Regions from separate parts of the Hordeum vulgare genome. Here region 1 is linked to region 2. A link is a contact called in public Hi-C data. All regions are on one chromosome and are shown on one strand. The core of a region is the stretch at or near the end of the contact, and the rest is flanking DNA. Distances in the headings are between cores, read along the strand shown.

Region 1 (3,449 bases), core at 366-2,865, 370 kb after region 2:
GAGTTGTCAAAACATATCGATATGGGATCTAGTTTCGAAGATCTCATCGCGACAAAGACAATTATAATAACAGATCATCGATCAAATTAATCGTTTAGAGATAAAACATTTTGAATTTCAAATATTGAAGGGAATTCTAATGACGTCATTGCATGCATGCATGATAAATAAAGGAGATTTATGGTTGCATGTTCAAACTATTTAAGCACTATAGCACACTAGATCGCATGTGTTTGCTTGACTTTTATAGTCATTAGCAAAAGTACTGTAGCACGATAGAGACGCATGATTCACATGCATTGCGTCGCCGCAGGGAAAGTCTATTGCGCGGCGCTTGTAGTTAGATTTTCCCTTCTTTCTTTCTCAGTTTCCACATTTTTATTTTTTTCCTCTTCACCCTTTTCATTATTTCTTTCTTGATTTTAATTGTTTTTTTATTTTTAATTTGCTTATGTACTCATGTTTTTTGTTTGCTTTCCCTTGTTTTATTTCTTTGTGAAGTTTCTTTGTTTTTCTTTTTCTTGGCACATGTCAACTTTTATGAACACACAACATATATTTTTAGTTTAGACATGAAATATATATTTGATAAAATTTCAAAAAAATTTAAATACAGGATTTGCATTTTTGTTTTAGTGTATGGTTTTGAGCACCTTTTGTATACATGGTCAATATTTTTAAATACGCGTTGATTTTTTTATTATGACAATGCAAACAATTGCTTAACATTGTTAAAATTTCACAGACATTTTTTGGTGGCACGTAAATATTTATTTAAAATGTTAAACACATTTCTTTAGTGGCAACAAACAATTTTAGTCATATGCAAACATTTTTTACATTGCATGATAAATTTTATGTACACGATTGAACAGTTTTTAAAGTACAAAAATATTACTTTTTTCGAACATATATTTGATGTCATTTTTTCTTCAAACACATTCAATATTTATGTGTACACCAGGTATTTTTTATATACACGTTTTTCTAAAAGAACCTATACATTTCCAAATACGTGATTAAATTTTGCAAAAAAATGATTTTTATATCTATTTTTTCATACACATTTTTCTAAAAGAACCTATACATTAGAATCATTATTGGCAGATAAGTTTAAGATTTTTCCAAAACATGATTAACATTTCTATACATATATTTTAGTTTTCTATTTTTTTCATACTACAAGAGCAACAAAGTCTTTAGTCCCAAACAAGTTTTGGTAGACTCCTTTTTTTCATACACATCATATATATTTTTTGTATACACCAGGAACATTTTTTATATGCACATTATTGTTCTTTAAATATGTATTTTGTTATCTGCTATTTTTCATACACATTGTACAATTGTTATGTACGCTAGTAACATTTTCCTGAACAGATTTAATATTTTTGGAGCGCGATTAAGATTTTTATGATTTGTATGTAAAATTTGTTTTGCAATATATGTATGTATAATATTAATAAATTTAGAAAATGCAAAAAAGAAAGATAAAGTTAAAAAAAAAGGTTGAAAACAAAAGCGTTGAAGGCTTGTAGTCCGCGCTGGAGCGGCTCATTACGACGGCTGCTTGAGGCTAGACTTTCTACCGTGTCGCGGCGAGCGAGACATAGTCGCGACCTCATGTCACAGCCTGATGTGACATCCCGACCAGGACTAAATCGATCCCGTTAAGGCCCATTCGGGTGCATGCATCCTTTTCCTTTTTTGCTAATGCTGGGTGCGTGTTATCAGGTGTGGATATTGTATGGTTCCTTTTCGCAGAAAAAAGGTGTGGACATGGTCTAGTATATGTCACTGTCAGCTTTTCCTTTAGGTGATCGCTATCATCGCTAAATGATTAGAAGATATGCCAGTGTCTTGCAAGGGATGATACTTAATTTGTTCAATTTCATCAACTTACTCAAACGCATACATATCCGGATGGTATAATCAAGCAACCTCTCCTATATCTCTCTCTATCCGCACCTTAGACACATCGAATTTGAATCATGTGATCCGTCGTGATCAGCTTAATTGTTTTCCTAGAAAAGAGGATTACACGGTTCCTGCATCTTGCATTCAATCATTGTATTGATTATTCATAAAAACTTTATAAAATAGTATATCAGGTTGTCTAAAGTCGTCATCTTAACAACAATTCTCGCTAGTTCTATTTACTTAATAAAGTGGTGTTAATAGTCCGAGCCTAATATCAAACATACATAGTACGAAAGCCTAATATCTAAAATGAATGCCCCAACCAAGCCATATACTGAGTTTTGACTATAAACCGGTCCGACGCACTCTCATGTATCATCCTCGTCGTCTTTCACCAATCCATCTTCAGAGAAGAATAACGCACCGACCTTGTCGGGACTCTCTGCCATCGACGTCATCATAACATCAGACAACGTCCTTCTCCTATGCGAGTCCATCTCCGGACATCGAACGATGAGTCTCCACTACGTCATGCCGTCGGGATCCGTCGTTGTAAGATGAAACATCGCTCCATAAAAATAAATTCCACTGACTAGCTTGGTTGTAATAACATCTTATATTATAAAATGGAGATAGTATTTATCTATGCTGGAGCACACCCTACATATCAATTAGCCACTACAATCACGTTGTCTTCATGATTCAAATACTGGAAGTACGCATTTTTTTCCTAGCAAACAAAACAAACAGGACCATTAGGAGAGAAGTTGCACTCAGCCGACGTGCTCTGCTCAACTCATCCTAGCCACCATCCCCAGTTCTGTCATTTTTAATTTCTGCCCTTGGATGTCCAAGTTAAACCAACGTGCATGCTGACTAGGTTTTGCTAGCTTTCCTCTAAAGTCATTCTGTTGGCCCCGACAGCGCGAAGGATTCTTTAAGTAGTTCTGAGCAGATAAGATAACGTTGCTGCCTTAGATAAGTGGGATAAGATGTCCATTGCATCCTGCCTGAAGTAATAATTTTATAATGCCCCCAGTTTTCGCAAAAGAACAAATTTCGGTGAGCTTTATTGCGCATGGTTTGACTTGCTCTCTTGAAATATGCTCTTGTGGCATCTTATGAATAAACGCAAATCTATGTCTATCCATATCTATATATCTATATGCTACATATACTTGAAATAATAAGGGAACTGCTACGAATCCATCGGTGGATATTTACTAAACATCCGTCACCTGGACATCCGTTCGATCTCGCGCATAGCCGTCTGATCCGCTCTTGGACTTAATTCCTGAAACGACGTTCGAGTTGCAGAAACAATCGCTTTGTTGCAAAAAATAAACTTTGGACCCATTAGTTCCTTCAACAACGGTCGAGTTTCAGAAACAATTGCTTGTTTCAGAAAAAAAATTGTTCGTCTTTCTGCAAACATAGGTGATGTTGCGGAAGAATTTTTTGCAACAAAGGTCATGTTTCAGGAAATTTTTGCAGCGGGCTGGGATGGGGCAGCGCTATGGCGGTGCGGG
Region 2 (3,359 bases), core at 802-3,301:
CCGGATTCTCTACCCTCTGCCCTTTTCCGGGACGTGTACGTTTTCTTTTCTTCTTACGAACATGCATGCTCCCTTCATCCCTTGTTAAGAACGGACGCTTCGAAGAGATAATATCGTGGCCAAGGAGGAAAAAGGAACATTTCCTCTTTGGATTCAGCTCTCCATGCATCATGCATGTCTCATTCTGACGCTTCCATCCATCTATCTATAGAGCAAAATATCTGACTACCGGAGACTCTATGCGTTAGGGGTGTGGTAATAATTAAGCTTCAGCGGTTGAAAAGATTGCGTTGTGTTCTCTCTAAACGAATCAGATCAGCCATTGGTCGATGTCCAGAGATAAAACACATGCCTCACTTGTACCAGCAAAACAGCAAATTCGGCCCCCCATAAACCCGGACGGTGGGAGTAGTGCTATCAAAACATGGTGACCTGATTTTTGTGCAAAAGTATCGAAATCACTTGTATACAAGACAGGATATTTGTTGGGTAAACAAAGGAAGCAACAAAAAGTTTGTAAGTTCAAACTAGACATGCATGTGTACTACTACTAGTTATAAACAAAAGAAGACAAGATTCTATACCTAGTTACTTCTCTTGGCGAGCTACTTACGTACTACTACCCTAGTAACTATGCCTACTCTTCCTAGATACTCCATCAAGTAGCAACACAAGGATGGTAACCTCTCCGCTCACAACACATGAAGTGACATGACATGGCACACTAACTAGTTAGTTCATCATGACCTCTGGGCCGGCCTGCCCACGAACACGGGCAGCACCGGGACGGGGCCCCACGGCCCGGTCGGCACGGGCCGGGTCACCATCGTGGCGGCGCGGCTCTCGTCGCCGGCCGGCTTGCCGGAGGGCGCGACGCGCTCGCAGGAGGGGCACATGGTGAGCGTGGCGGGCGGCGGCGCGCGCATGTAGAGGTGCGGCGCCGGCGGGGCGAGCAGCTTGAGCGCGCGCAGCTCCTGCACCTCCCGCTGCAGCCGGCGGTTCTCCTCCGTGAGCGTCTCGCAGCAGCGCTTGAGCGACTCGCAGTCCACCTCCGTCTGCTTCAGCTTCGTCCTCGCCCTCCGGTTCTGGAACCACACCTCCACCTGCCGCGGCCGCAGCCTCAGCTGCCTCGCCAGCGCCGCCTTCTGCTTCTGCTCCATGTCCATCAACGTACGCAGAGCAAATTTAGATGGATGGAATGGAAGAAGAAATATTGGGATCTTTGTCTTTTTTTTAACCTTGGTTGATTTGGTTAGAGCACTTACGGGGTTGAGGGTGCTGTGCTCCTTGAAGCTCTCCTCGAGGACGGCGGACTGGTCCTTGGACAGCCGGAGCTTCTTGCGCGACCCGCCGCCGCCGGCCCCGGAGTCGTCCTCGTCGTCGCTGCCCGCGCCGGCGCGCTCCTGCTCCCCGCCGCCGCTCCTCGTTGGCGCGCGGCGCTTGCCGCTGAGGCTGGACAGCGTGCTGTCGGGCGACGACGCGCCGGGCTCCTCGTCCTCGCTTGCGCCGCCCGTGGCCGGCGCCCGGTTGACGTCGATCCCGCGAAGGAACGGCATCTCGTGGCACGCCAGCGCCGCCAGCCTCCGATCATCTGCATGCGAGCGTTGCTCGCCGGAGGGGGCCGGAAAGAAGAGGCCGGCGCCATTCCAGGACTGCTGCAGCTGCTGCTGGCGCCCCAGCGTCACCGGTGCAGCAGCGGCCAGAGCACGCTGGGGCGCCGCCGCCTCGACGGGAGACGTCGTGCCGGCCATGCCGAGACTGAGGCCGAGGCCGAGGCCGAGGCCGAGGTGGTGCTCGGTGTCCCTCCCGTTAACGGTCATCTCCATTGATCTTCTTGTTGGATCTGTCGTCGTCCCTGCTCTCTGCGAGTAACAACAGTAGCTACGTACGTGCAGGCTGCGGGTGGTGGTGGCCGTGATTGTGAGGGGAGAGAGCGGAGGGGGTGGGCTTTTAAAGAGTGGGCGGAGTGAGGATCGGGGCTCAGAGCGCTGATTAATTATGGAGTGGTGATTGAGTTGAGATCAGAAGCGAGAATAGTTTAAATTTTTGTGGAGGGGTGGAAATGAAGGGAGGAATGGAGTATGCACCAACTATTTATTGCTTTGTCGCGCGTGGCGTCACCGCCGCACCCTGCGGTGCGGTGCAGCAGCGCAGGCAAGCCCAATCATCACCAGCTGAAGTTGCTCCCGGTCCCCCCAACCTCTTTTGGATTGCCCCCCCTTCCCCGATGGTGATACCCCGGACCTGTCGGCAGGTCAGTGCCGGAGTTTTGCAGAAAACGGATCAATCAAAATCAACGGCGGTTCCCTTTTTATTTGCACGAATCTGGACAAGTCGTTGATTTAGAACACACTGTATTTTTCTTGATTAATTATGCTTTATTTAACTTAAAATGCATTACCTCTTTATCGAAATATACGTCGTTGGAATAGGTACAGAGTGAGTAGATCAAACAGATACTCCATATATTATGCAAAAGTCGAGCAATTGCCGGGCATGCCACCTGATAGAGAGTAGTCGAGGAGGAAGTACCGATTGTACATGAATACCCAGATGTATTCCCGGAGGAATTGCCGGGCATGCCACCTGAGAGAGAGATTGAGTTCCTGATCGAGCTATTACCCGGAACAGCCCCGATATCCAAGAGACCCTATCGGATGCCCGTAAATGACTTGGTAGAAATGAAGAAGCAAATTAAGGAGTTGTTGGACAAAGGGTATATTCGCCTAAGTTCTTCACCTTGGGGAGCCCCGGTGCTCTTGGTTGAAAAGAAGGATAAGTCCTTGAGAATGGTTGTCGATTATCGTGCATTGAACGAGGTGACCATCAAGAACAAGTACCCCTTGCCAATGATCAATGATCTGTTTGACCAGTTAGTTGGAGCCCGAATATTCTCCAAGACCGATCTTCGATCCGGGTATCATCAGTTGAAGATTCGTGAACAGGATATACCCAAGACAACCTTCACCACTCGGTACGGCTTGTATGAGTACACGGTCATGTCATTTGGACTGACTAATGCTCCGACATATTTTATGAATCTGATGAACAAGGTATTTATGGAATACTTGGACAAGTTTGTCGTGGTGTTCATCGATGACATACTGATATTCTCCAAGAACGAGGAGGAACACAAGGAAAATCTGCGTCTAGTTCTGGAGAAACTTCGAGAGCATAAGCTGTATGCAAAGTTTAGCAAATGTGAGTTTTGGTTGAAGGAAGTCGGATTCCTCGGACACGTCATCTCAGGAGAAGAAATAGCAGTGGACCCTGCCAAGGTCGCAGCAGTCACCGAATGGGTAGCACCCACTTCAGTCAAGGAGATCCGCAGTTTCCTCGGACTTGCCGGATATTACCGG

What was found. A called contact is a pair of places that touch in the nucleus more often than the background predicts.
Region 1: a contact with region 2 is called in a Hi-C map of seedling, with 4 times the contacts expected there. The contact joins the enhancer-like site here to the promoter of LOC123411744 in region 2. A contact is called at or near these places in 2 of 6 Hi-C or Micro-C datasets (leaf and seedling) and 1 of 1 datasets of contacts at active chromatin or transcription factors (embryo).

Annotation. Positions count from the first base shown.
Region 1 is chr1H:386,896,941-386,900,389 of MorexV3_pseudomolecules_assembly, forward strand. No RefSeq gene overlaps it. Among protein-coding and RNA genes, the nearest start is that of LOC123439464, 140 kb to the right of the region's middle. Within about 2 kb of position 1,616, at least 3 of the 3 cell types and tissues checked have open chromatin away from gene starts, as enhancers often do. A contact at or near this core is called in leaf and seedling, where this site is marked.
Region 2 is chr1H:386,522,764-386,526,122 of MorexV3_pseudomolecules_assembly, forward strand. LOC123411744 (homeobox-leucine zipper protein HOX1-like) reads right to left here and starts at 2,052. Exons shown (of 2, transcript XM_045104713.1): 1 at 1,266-2,052; 2 at 437-1,151. The coding sequence starts at 1,826. The coding sequence ends at 741.